2 separate regions of the Sus scrofa genome follow, and region 1 is linked to region 2. A link is a contact called in public HiChIP or PLAC-seq data. All regions are on one chromosome and are shown on one strand. Each heading gives the region's core, a stretch centred on a gene start, on an enhancer-like site or on the middle of the called end of the contact. The rest is flanking DNA. Distances are from core to core; before and after follow the strand shown.

Region 1 (6,249 bases), core at 988-3,487, 260 kb after region 2:
TAAAAAGACAAAAAAAAAAAAAAAAAAAACACCAAAAAACTGTATTATTGTTGACTGGTGGGCCTATGAAAGTAAATGAGAAGGATATACTGATTTTACTTTTGAAAATATGATTTTCAGGAAAGTATCTTTTCAAATTTAAAATATACATTCCTTCAACTTGGCAATTCCACTCCTGTGAATAAATTCCACAGACACAAAACTCTCACAAGGATGTTTATTTCAACAATATATTAATAGCATAAAATAAAAAAACCCTGAAATCAATCCACATGCCCATTAGCAAGGAAAGAGTTTAACAAATTGTGTTTTATAATTATGAAATATTCTGTAACTCTTAAAATTATCATCATTTAGTTTAAACACATTTCCATATATATAACTTTGGTGAGAAAAGCAAAATGCCAAAATAGGTGTACAATATGATCTCTTTTATAACCCAATAACAGAAATTCCTATATGTGTATATAAGTTGAGGTAGGAATTTCGTAAACTTGGAAAAAGTTGTGAAAAGCCATACACCAAGCTGTCAATATTGATTACCAGGAAGAATGAGAGGAGGAAGATTGACAGAATAAGTGTCTCAGTGAAAAAAGCATGCAGTATGAGTCCACTGATGCAAAAGGTTGGGGTCGGTGGGGGTTTGTATACAAATGCATGTATATATATGTATACATGTAACTAAACCCACGGTTATGGGAGCAATGATTAAAGGCTGCTGCTTGGCCTTTGCCAATCCAAGGTCCTAGTATCCCTTTAAAATCAGAAAGCCTATTTCAGTGGCTAATTTCCCACCTGCATCTCTAGCCTACTCAGAAGAGCTACTACATTAAAGAGGTGTTTATTGAATGTATATGTCAGTATTTTGGTGAAAGGGGTCTTTGGCTCTTCTTAGGAGCTGGGCATGGTTTAACATTTTAACATTCACATCTCCTTATTTCTTCTCTATATTGTACTGAGAAATGTCTGGCATCTCAGTGGCCTTTAATGAAGTCCATTCTTGTGTTCAGGCTTCAGCCAGTCAACCAAACCAAACAAAGACACGACTAGCTATTGGAGCTAGCACGTTGTAACTGGATTCTGGTAAGTGTTCTCATGTTGATAGATTGAATCCAATTTATTTTATTTTATTTTTTAAAAGATTTTTCTTTTTTCTATTATAGTTGATTTACAATGTTCTGTCAATTTCTGCTGTACAGCAAAGTGACCCTGTCATACATAGGTACATATATATCTTCTTTTGCTCACATTATCTTCCATCATGTTCCACCACAATTGACTAGATATAGTTCCCTGTGCTATATATAGCAGTGCTTTTTTTTTTTTTCTTCCTCTTTTTAGGGCATGTGCGGCATATGGAAGTTGCCAGGCTAGGGGTTGAATTGAAGCTACAGCTGCTGGCCTATTCCACAGCCACAGCAACTCAGAATCCAAGCCACGTTTTCGACCTGCACCACAGCTCACAGCCGTGTTGGATCTTTAACCCACTGAGTGAGGCCAGGGATCGAACCCATATCCTCATGGATACTAATCGGGTTCGTTACCACTGAAGCCACAACAGAAACTCCTGAATCCAATTTAAAATTTTATTTATATAGAATTTATTCATTAAACATATTCCTGGAGTTCCTTGTGGCGCAGCAGGTTAAGGACCTGACATTGTCACTGCAGCGGCCTGGATTGATCCCTAGTTTGGGAACTTCTACATGCTGCAGGCATGGCCAAAAAACCCTGTATTCTTTATCTGTAATGTTCATTTAATTTTTCTTTTGTCTGCCAGAGTATAGCCTTAAAAGAATGATCTGTTTGTTACTCATCTTTCCGCCTCTTGCGGAGCCTTGTGCATGTAAATGCTTGGTAAATATTTATATGAATGAAGAGAGTTAGCAAAATCATTACAATCTACCGCAGGGCATTTCATCATTGTGTGGGTCTATACCCTGCACTTTAAGATGTTTACCATGTCTGGCGCCTGCGCACTCAATGCCCCGTAGCCCTTTCTGGTCATTACAGTAACCTAAAATCTATCCCCCTACTTCCAGAAGTCTTTTGGGGGTGCTGGAGCAGAGGGTCGGTGCCACCCTTGAGAGCCACAAGGCTGGAGTAATTGGAAAAGCCTTTTTCTAAGGCCAGCAGTGCCCGTGCTAAAACCTTGAAGGATGAATGCGATTTCAAAACCATAGAAATTGAGACACAAACATCCTCTGAAAGAGGAAGCACCATAATGTAGACTCTGTCTTTACTGATGAAGCAGTGTGTCCGTGTTGGAAAACAGTAGAAACAAAGTTAGATAGGCAGAGTGTGTTCGGAAGGCTGTTAATAAAAGAAGTTGGGCAGAGGTGAGAAGAAACAGAAAAGTGTCGTTTCACTCTCTAATGCATCTTGCATACCACTGCTAAATTAATTTGCTAAAATATTGCCCTGTTCAACAGTCCACTTAACGTTGCCTGCTAGCTTTTACACCTTTGCTTTGTGCTCAAGGCATTTTCTCTCTTCTTATGCACCCAACTTTATCTCTTACTACTCCTTAAAATGAATTAGCTATATCTGGCTGGCTGATCAAACTGCTACCCCTCTTTCTTTGTCAGAATGCTCACTTCATGCTTTTATTAGTATCTTAATTCCTTTGTAAAATCTTTCCTCGTTCACCTATACAGCTTATTCTTGGAAGCCTTCTCCTGGATGAAACTGGCCCATAGCACTCCACACCATCCTGATATTTCCTTTTTCTTTCTTATAATATTTATGGTTTATCCTGCAAAATCATATATATGGCTTTTCATGCCTCTCATTCTTATTTTGCTGAATAATTTTTATTTTCCTAAAGAGCTGTGTGGGGTTAAGATATATGCCTCACAATATTTTTCTAAGCATCCAAAGCAGTTTTTTTTGGAGGAGGAGCAGGGATGGGGGTCATTTGATAACAGGCATTGCCTTTCAAGTAAAATTATTTGATACTGAGCACCTTGAAAACTCGAGTTCTGTATTTGTAGATAACAAAATGTAATACTGCAGCATTATAATGTTTCTTACATTTAAGTTTTCAAATATTTTTGTTTCAATAATTCAATGTGGTTATTTTTTTGTGGATAGAAACCAAGATGTATATATCTGTGTCTCCCCCCCACCCCCACCCCCAGTGCCTGGTAGTGTCTTAGAATAACCATTCAGTGTTTTAAAATTTGATTGCCTTTGATTTTCATTTGCTTTAACAATTTGCCTTTAGCTGCAACCATGTTCAGACCATTGCTTTGTTTTACTAACAACAGAGGGCACTATCAGGGTATTTGTACACCCGAGAAATAATCCCTGCCCAGTCCCAGCTAGCTTTCTTGAGCCACACTTTTCTTCTCCTAAGTGGTGTCATAGAAATGTGGCTATTGTACTAAACCTAAGTGGCCTTGATTAGAGAGCAATAGTGACTTCAGGTTATTTATTTGAAAAAGAATAAGTCCTGTCATATTTTGATCCTTTGTAGTTTTCAAACTTTTTCTTTTTCCTCATTCTCCTCGCTATCCTTTGCTCAGATGAAGTCTTGCTTAGTGTCTCACTCTATTAATGAAATACACTCCCTTCCTGAAGGGAGAAGATAGACGTGCCGAGCCCCGAACAGGAGCCCCACCTTGTCTTCCTCCTCCTTCCTCCCCCCTTCTCCCAGCCGAGAAGCACAGCTTGAAAATCACTGTAACTCATCTAATTTTAAAACGCGTTTTGAAAAGCTGTTGTTTTATGATGCCTCATTGAGAACTTGGTATGAAAAATAGATAACGTTTTCATCTTACAGTGATTTCTAAGTACAAAGGAGAAGGCTGTGGAATACATTTCTTGTTTCAGCAGTAGAAGAGTTAATCCACTAAGCAACAGAGACTGAGATCCTGGGATAGTGCTTTCGGTCTCTGTCGTTTGTGGTTTAAGGAAAGGGGTGGTGTTCTGCATTTGAAAGGGCTTTGATGAATGCTGTCGGCGTTTGCGAGAGCTAATGGTCAGGCAGGGAAAGGAGAGCCGGGGAAAGTGGTCGAGCTGCTTCAGGATAGGTGGATGAGAGTTTGCTCTGATTGAACGGAATGTTCCACCGTGTTTCATCTTTTTTTCATTGTCCTTTGTTCTTTATAATCTGGTATGTTGGTATAAAGTCAATGTAGATGTAGCTGTGAATGTGATTTATTTTCCTTTCCATTTGTTTATTGTATACAGCAGAGCATATACTTCTCTTGTCTTGGTTGGATGCACAAATCTGTGTGCAGTGCTTTTTGCCCGTTGCCTAGACGATCACTTGGTTTCTCTGAGGATGTCTGGTTCTCGTAAAGAGTTTGATGTGAAGCAGATTTTGAAAATCAGATGGAGGTGGTTTAGCCATCAAGCATCATCTCCTAATTCTACAGTTGACAGCCAGCAGGGAGAATTTTGGAATCGAGGACAGACCGGAGCACACGGTGGGAGAAAGTTTTTAGATCCATGTAGCCTACAATTGCCTTTGGCTTCAATTGGTTACCGAAGGTCCAGCCAACTGGATTTTCAGAATTCACCTTCTTGGCCAATGGCATCCACCTCTGAAGTCCCTGCATTTGAGTTTACAGCAGAAGATTGTGGCGGCGCACATTGGCTGGATAGACCAGAAGTGGATGATGGCACTAGTGAAGAAGAAAATGAATCTGATTCCAGTTCATGCAGGTTGATTATTTTCTTACTGTTGGAAATGGGGTGTGGGGGTATAGTCTCGATACTGTTTAAAATAATTGAGTATTATTATTTAAAATATATGATTTTATATACCTCTCTCTGTGTATGTACACATATATAATTTCTTGGTACGCATAGGTAGTACTTTTGCTGGGATTGTTTGGATGTTCTGATACTGATTTTAATTCTGAAAAATTATAAAGACAACAAATAGCTCTCATTTTTAAATATCTTGTGCTCCATGTATAGATCTGGCTCTGCCTTGAAAGTAATACATGGTAGCAATTTTATGCATCATTGCCTTGCAGTTTGCTTCCTTCATTTACCTTCTATAGTCATAGCAAAACTATAGAAGACATTTATAATGAGTCATTTTTAAAATTTTACTGTAAACGAAAGGTTTTACAAGGAGATGCACGTGGTAGTTACCAGTAATTTTTTACACCATTGTAGTTGTCAATAATATTTTTCTTATGGTTATTTCTCTTTGTCCTATGTTGCAGCCCTCCAGACTAATACTGAGAATACAGTAACATGTCTCTTTCTAAGATGACAGCTACTAATTCCTGTTACCTTCACTTCACTGAAAATTGTGCTATTTAGGGAAATGAAGGGCATTCCTTCAGGAGAGTATAAGGGAACATAGAGGAACTAGATGTGGTCGGCTGGTGAAAAGGGGGCAAAAAGAAGGGGAAATGAGTGTGAAGAGAGAAAATTAAAAATTGGTAATTTCACAGTGGCTTTATCCATCTTTATCCATGGAACCAGGCTTTATCTTTGAAATGAATTTTTGTATTAATCAGTTTAAACCGCTGTAGCATGTTATGTAACAAGTGGGAGCCTGAAAGTCGTCTTTCTGATTCATCTTCACTCAAAAATATTTAAAGGCTTATCTCATTTTTCTAGGTTAGTTACTGGATCCTTTTTCTTTTAAAATTCCTTTGCAGGTTTTGATAACACTTGTCATTCGTATTTGGTTATTATTAATATAGGCATCATAAGAGATGGAGACAAAATGAGTTGATGTATTCAAGTGTCTCTTACTTGGGGCTATTTATTGCCTTCTCTTCTAATCTTCAGAATGTGGAATTCTGAACTGTGGTGTTAGAGTAGTAACAAATATAGTCTATAGTCACTTGTGTAATGGAGAGAAGGGAGTATCTTTACATAGGTAACTAGTGTATTTAATTAACATTTTTTGAATTAATCATTTAGCATTATCTTAAGGGACTAGGAGCCAACTAATCACTTTAATATGGAGATCAATTGAGTTAATAGGGTTTCATTGTTACATATTTTCTTTGGATACTTGTTGCCATCAAAAGAATAATTTATATAGTAAAAGGTTCAGGGTTTATTATTTTTGTGAGAAACCAAAGAGCAATCATCCTTTTATTTGAAAATCAATGTAGTATATCAAGAATATTTTCACAGAATTAGAGACAAAACAAAACATTCATTCATTTACCAGCATAAGTTGTAAAACTCTTAATGTGTATCTACTACCTGGAGAGATTATACATATGTGAGTATCAAATTTATATACATAGGTAATCTTGGAAAGGTTAT
Region 2 (6,115 bases), core at 230-2,729:
CCTCCAACACAGTCTGAGGCTGGTTAATAACATATCTTATGTGCCTGCACTTCTCTTCCCTAAGTATATGTAGAAGTGATTGGGTTTAATTCAATGCAAAATCATTTTCAAATCATAATTCAATCAAAATCATTTTTGAGTCATAACAATTATTTCTTGTTAGTATAGATTTTTCTCAACCAATAAACATTACAAACAAAATTACTGCCAAATAGGGGTCCACAAACTAGAGATGATATAGCACCTATCTCCCTGAATTAACGTGAGGCTTAATTGACTAACTGCATGGAGGTGCTTAGAGCAGTGCTCAAAACAGTAAACATTCAAAAAATATCAACCACTGTTACAAAGCGAGCCTCATGTTTGAAAGGTGGGGATCACTCATCTAGATGATCTCTAGAACCATCCTTGTGCCACTTGTCTCAGTAGCTTTATGAATATTCTGATAAATCTTGTAAAATGGAAAGAAATACTTTGAGATCGGTTGATCCTGTTGTTCATGGTGCACAGAATGGCTGTGGCTATAAGCCGTTCACGAATCAGGTAGAGGGCATCCTTAGAAAAGGATCCCATCTCTTTGACAGCGTAGTGGAGAGAGGCCAAACCCGGAGCCCTTTGGGCACTAGTACGACTTCATCTGTTGCCTCCAGTGAGAATAATAAACTGCTGTTCTGTCAAATAGCCTCTTGCCCACCAGAAAGCGCAACAGCAACTACTAATATAACCACACGGTGTCGCTGTGACCCTTCACACGCGGGCCGGTCCCCGCGGGCAAGACCTCCGTTCAGTTTCAAAGTTTCTTAGTACTTCTCAAACCCTGTGGGGCATAAGAATCAGCTGGGGTCTTGTTTAAAAGGCAGATTCGAATTCAGTAAGTCTGGGATGGAGCCTGAAATCCTGCAGTACTAACAAGCTCTCAGGTGATACCCATGCTGGAGCTGTCAACATTTCTGCCTTGTTGGTTTGAAATGGGCGGGCAGTAAGAATTAAGGAGACTCGAAAAGCGGCCCCATTGCACGCCTTTCAGAGGTAGTGACGAGGCAGAGGAAAGAAAAATGAGAAACAAAAGAGAAAACGAGGGCGGCTTTCTTTTAACATTCCACATCCCACGAGCCTCCTGTGGTCCCGTCCTCGAAAGTGCGACTCATGTGGCAGGTGTCCCGTCAAGGTGAGCTGTGGAGAGGTCGGATGGGTCTTCTCGGTATATTCTTTCTCTGACACGAGGGCGGCTCATTAAAGACCTTACTGCCGAACGTGCAAAACGCTAAGTGGCCAAAGGCTTCAGCACACACTGCCCAGTTGCCCCCAAAGCCAAGTTAGGCTTCTAAAGGGTCCATACAGATGGGATGGAGCGAGCCAACCTGAGAACTGCGTGGTGGGCTAACCCCAAGGGACGTCTTGCTGCTGGAGTTGCTCTTGCATGCACAATAGGATCTATTTTAAGGTCGTGAACTTCTGCTTTCCGCCTCCGGAAAGGCCCGCGGGGAGCAACCAGCGAAGTGAAACTGCTTCTAACCGGACTTCTGTGAGGCCCTGGCTTCAAGGTTAGATGCGCGCTGCAAAATGGGATGTCGCAGTACCGCTGGCTCCCGCCATGCCTGCTGCTGTTTCTCTCTGTCCTTTTATTTATTTTTGGTCTGGTTTTTCTTTTTTCTTCTTCTTCTTCTTTTTTTTTTTTTTTTTTTTTTTTTTTTTTTTTTGTGGTCTTCGTCTCTCATTTGTGTCCTTTGGGGGCTTGAAGCTGGGTTTTAAGATAAAGATTTAAAAAGAAAAAACAAATGTCTATCTATTCAGTTTTTAATCTATTAGATCGATTCAGTTTAAAGCTTTTCCAGCTTTTTGCCTGTAAAGTCTAAGGAAGATGTTGGCTCTAGGTTTTTTCTAAGGTTCTGGCAACCGAGACAATCTCCCCCTCCGTCCTCTCCTGGGTCTCCGTAGGGAACAAAGCATTAAACTGCATCCGATTTGCATTAAAGTGGGAAGAAAAGCTTGGCTGTTGGGGTGTTCACTCCTCTCGGTTTATGTGCATAAATTGATATTCGTGAGACTCAGGGAGACTCTGGATCCCTGCTCAGTAGCTTGGAAATGCTGAGATGTTGAAACCAGTTTTGAGGAAAGCGCTTTTGTGTGTGTGTGTTTGCATCTTGTGTAACATGTAGTTCAGCTACTTATTTTGATTCTAAAAACCACAAATGTGGTTTGAGGGAGCTGATTTCCTGAACTTTTTGAAGAATAAGATGTTTTAAAATTCTAATGTAAACTTGCGATATAAATTGTCAAGTCTTAGAGGTATGATACCATTTTACAGTCTTTGCGTACTTATGGACCCTGAAATGATCATGTTCAGAAACCGAAAAAGGGAAATAGCAAAGGGCCCAAATTTGGTTTTGCCCAATGGGCTAATTATTCACAACTTCATCTGCATAATTTATTGTTAAGTATTAAAAGCATTTAGTGATTTTTCTTCACTTTTTTCAGAAAAATATTATAGAAAAGACCCCAAGTGTTTGACAATATTTTATTTTATTTTTTTATTTTTTTAGTCTTTTTTAGCTATTTCTTGGGCCGCTCCCGCGGCATATGGAGGTTCCCAGGCTAGGGGTCCAATCGGAGCTGTAGCCCCCGGCCTACTCCAGAGCCACAGCAACGTGGGATCCGAGCCGCGTCTGCAACCTACACCACAGCTCACGGCAATGCCGGATCCTTAACCCACTGAGCAAGGGCAGGGACCGAACCCGCAACCTCATGATTCCTAGTCGGATTCGTTAACCACTGCGCCACGACGGGAACTCCTGACAATATTTTAAATGAGCAGAAATTTAAACTTTCATGCTGTAAGAGTTATAGAAAAATTTCACCAGATCCTTGTTTTGATTATACATACTTACGGTACTATTTCGATTGGAATGAACATGCTGTGTTTTTCTCTTTCCTTTGGTGTCTCTTTAATTAGGCCTTTCTGAGCTGGTTATTTAGTCACAGTCACATTTTCTTTAAAGCTGACTGGTATACTTATAAGACTTGGTGGTTCATACTGTATATTTATGTGCACCCCAATTAATAATGTTCTATTTTTGATGGTTTATTTATCTATTTCTCTAGCAGAATCATTTAATATGACATCACATTTCAAATTACTATTTTTATTTTCGGATAAAACTCTAAGCACTAGTAGGATTGTCTTATGGTTCTCAATTTTTTTAATTGAGGCATAACGGACATAGTAATATGAGATTAGTTTCAGGGGTACCACATAACGATTTGCTCTTTGGATATGTTGCAGAAGGAGCATTGCAATAATTCTCATTAACATCTGTCACCATACATAGTTACCAAATGTTTTTCTTATAATGAGAACTTTTAGGATCTATGCTTTCAGCAGCTTTCAAATAAGCCAGTGTTATTAACTATAGTCCCCATGCTGTGTCTCACACCCCCATGACTTAGTTTATAGCTAGAAATTTGTACCTTTTGAGCCCCTTCACTCTTTTCACCCCCACTCTGACCCCTGCCTCTGGCAACCACCTACTGGTTTTCTGTATCTGTGAGCTTGGTTTTTTGGTTAGGTTTTGTTTTTGTTTGAGATTCCGCATCGAAGTGAGATCATGTAGTATTTGTCTTTCTCTTACTTCACTTTGCATAATGTCTTCAGGATCTACTCATGTCGTCACGGATGGCAAGATTTTTTTTTTTTTTGTCTTTTTGTCTTTTCTAGGGCCGAACCCTCGGCGTACGGAGGTTCCCAGGCTAGGGGTCCAGTCGGAGCTGTAGCCACTCACCTAGCCACAACCACAGCAACTTGGGATCCAAGCCACATCTGTGACCTATACCACAGCTCACGGCAGTGCCAGATCCTTAACCCACTGAGCGAGGCCAGGGATCGAACCTGCGTCCTCATGGATGCCAGGCAGATTCATTTCCACTGAGCCATGACAGGAACTTCTATACCACATTTTCTATATTCAGTCACCATCCATAGGCACTTAGGTTACTTCTCTCTTTTTGCTGTTCTAAATAGTGCAGCAATGAACGTGGGGGAGTGGATTCTTTTCAAATTAGTGTTTTTGTTCTCTTCACATAAGTACTCAGGTGTGGAATTGCTGGTCATGTGGTAGTTTTGTTTTTTAATTTTTTTGGTAAAAAAAAAAAAATCCCTACTGTGTTTTGCAATGCCTGCGTCAATTTACCTTTCTCTGTACGGTGCTCAAGAGCTCCCTTTTCTCCACATCCTCACCAACCTTGTCATTTCTGGCCTTTTTGATGATATCCATTCTGACGGGTGTGAGGTGGCATCTCATTGTGGTTTTGATTGCGTTTCGCTGATGATGAGTGAGCTGAGCTTGTTGACTTGGTGGGACTCTGGAACTAGCATTGCAGCTTTGGAATGCTGAGATGTGGACACCTAGTTTGACAAGAGAGATACTGAACCCACCACCAGATGGAACTCAGCATAGCTCCTCGCCTCAAGATAAATGGATTTGAGGGAGTTCCCTTCATGGTTCAGCAGTGAACAAGCCCAACCAGGATCTGTGAGGTTGCAGGTTTAGTCCCTGGTCTCGCTCAGTGGGTTAAGGATCCAGCGTTGCTGTGAGCTGTGGTGTAGGTCGCAGACTCGGTTTGGATCCCACGTTGCTGTGACAGTGGTGTAGGCCGGCTGTAGCTCTGATTCAAGTCCTAGCCTGGGAACGTCCATATGCCTCGGGTACAGCCCTAAAAAGCCAAAAAAAAAAAAAAAAAAAAAAAAAAGATAAACAGATTTGGGATTATCAGAAGAATGCACCCTTGGCATGAATGTTAGCACCATCTAGAAAGCACCTCCTTCAGCAATGTCAATAGTAAAGGTCCTTCAAGGACCTTGACAGTCCTCGGGTCCAGCCACCTGAGAGCTAGAATGGAGTAGAAGGGTGGCACCAAAGCATGAATGTGGCTGGCGGTGTGGGGTGTGAGCACACACAGGGCTCCTTGGGATGTCATAGAAGTGTTCATGGGGACCAAGAATTTGGGGGTCGTTGATGTGCCTTTTCTGAAGCCACAGGCAGTGAGGACTGGCAGCATTGGGGTTACACACGAAATCATGAACGCAGCTCTTATGCAGCGAGATACCTCCATCGAAAACAGGTTCGTGGTTAGTTTTCAAGCTCTTGGTAGGTGGCAGAGCAGAAAAGTTATGAAAGCAGTCTCTATAATCAGACTGCCTTGGGTTTCTGTCATTTACTCACCACAAAACTCTAACTTTTTGGTATCTTGGGTACTTTGTTATATGATGATAATAATGAAATTGAATTCACAGGTCTAGGAGAATTAATGGATAAAAACTCATGACAGCCTTAGAACAATGACAGGTGCATGTAAACACTAAGAAGGGTCAGGATACTTAAAACAGCATCGTGGAGACTGACTCAGCTCTTCTCTAGAAATGAAAGAACCAGGAGGAGAGTGAGGGCTGGTGGGTGTCTGGAGCTCCTCAGGCCTAGTCTAGGAATCAAAAGATGACCTTGGTCCTGATGACAATGAGAGCCAACCTGGTAGAGATGCTTGCAGCATTTTCTCTGGCCTGCTTTCTCCCAGGACTAAAGGTACTGCTGCCAGGACGTCAAGCACTTCAGGTGTTTAGGATTAGAAAGCTCTTGGGCACAATTAAGGATCTAACTTCCTCTGGGAGAATAGAACTTAATAATATGGTGCTTTTGCCCATCCTGACATAAAAGGAGATGCCTCTTATTCTATCAGTTTTTACAAAAACCATAGGAGGAACTTCCTATAACCTTAATCTCATCGTACTAGGATTTGCCTTTCCCAATCTGTTGGACCCATCAATCTTAATACTGAATTTCACCACATCCTCCTTTAGCTCTTGAGACAAAAACTGTCTTGCTGCCAATGACTTACTTTGAAACTGAAATTAGTCATCATGCCACCAAGAAATAAGAAGCAGTGTATGTTTTGGCTGTGTAAACCAGGATATTCTTCTCAGAGCTGCCTCTAGGGTATACAGGACTTCAGGAAAAGATTTTTTGCAGGGCAGAGCTCCCGTGTAAATAAATAATCTGATTTTTAAATTTTTCACCTATGTGAGGTAGAGTGACTTATTCGTGGAGGTGGATAGAGAAGACTT

Evidence for each region. HiChIP or PLAC-seq counts read pairs in DNA pulled down with a chosen protein or histone mark.
Region 1: a contact with region 2 is called in an H3K27ac HiChIP or PLAC-seq map of alveolar macrophages. The contact joins two enhancer-like sites. A contact is called at or near these places in 1 of 47 Hi-C or Micro-C datasets (embryonic fibroblasts) and 1 of 2 datasets of contacts at active chromatin or transcription factors (alveolar macrophages).

The regions. Positions count from the first base shown.
Region 1 is chr8:30,377,599-30,383,847 of Sscrofa11.1, forward strand. It overlaps KLHL5 (kelch-like protein 5), which reads left to right. Exons shown (of 15, transcript XM_021101108.1): 3 at 1,011-1,083; 4 at 4,195-4,671. The coding sequence starts at 4,289. Among named protein-coding and RNA genes, the nearest start is that of KLHL5, 19 kb to the left of the region's middle. Within about 2 kb of position 2,238, at least 6 of the 83 cell types and tissues checked have an H3K27ac peak or open chromatin away from gene starts, as enhancers often do. A contact at or near this core is called in alveolar macrophages, where this site is marked.
Region 2 is chr8:30,113,807-30,119,921 of Sscrofa11.1, forward strand. No RefSeq gene overlaps it. Among named protein-coding and RNA genes, the nearest start is that of TLR10, 18 kb to the right of the region's middle. Within about 2 kb of position 1,480, at least 49 of the 83 cell types and tissues checked have an H3K27ac peak or open chromatin away from gene starts, as enhancers often do. A contact at or near this core is called in alveolar macrophages, where this site is marked.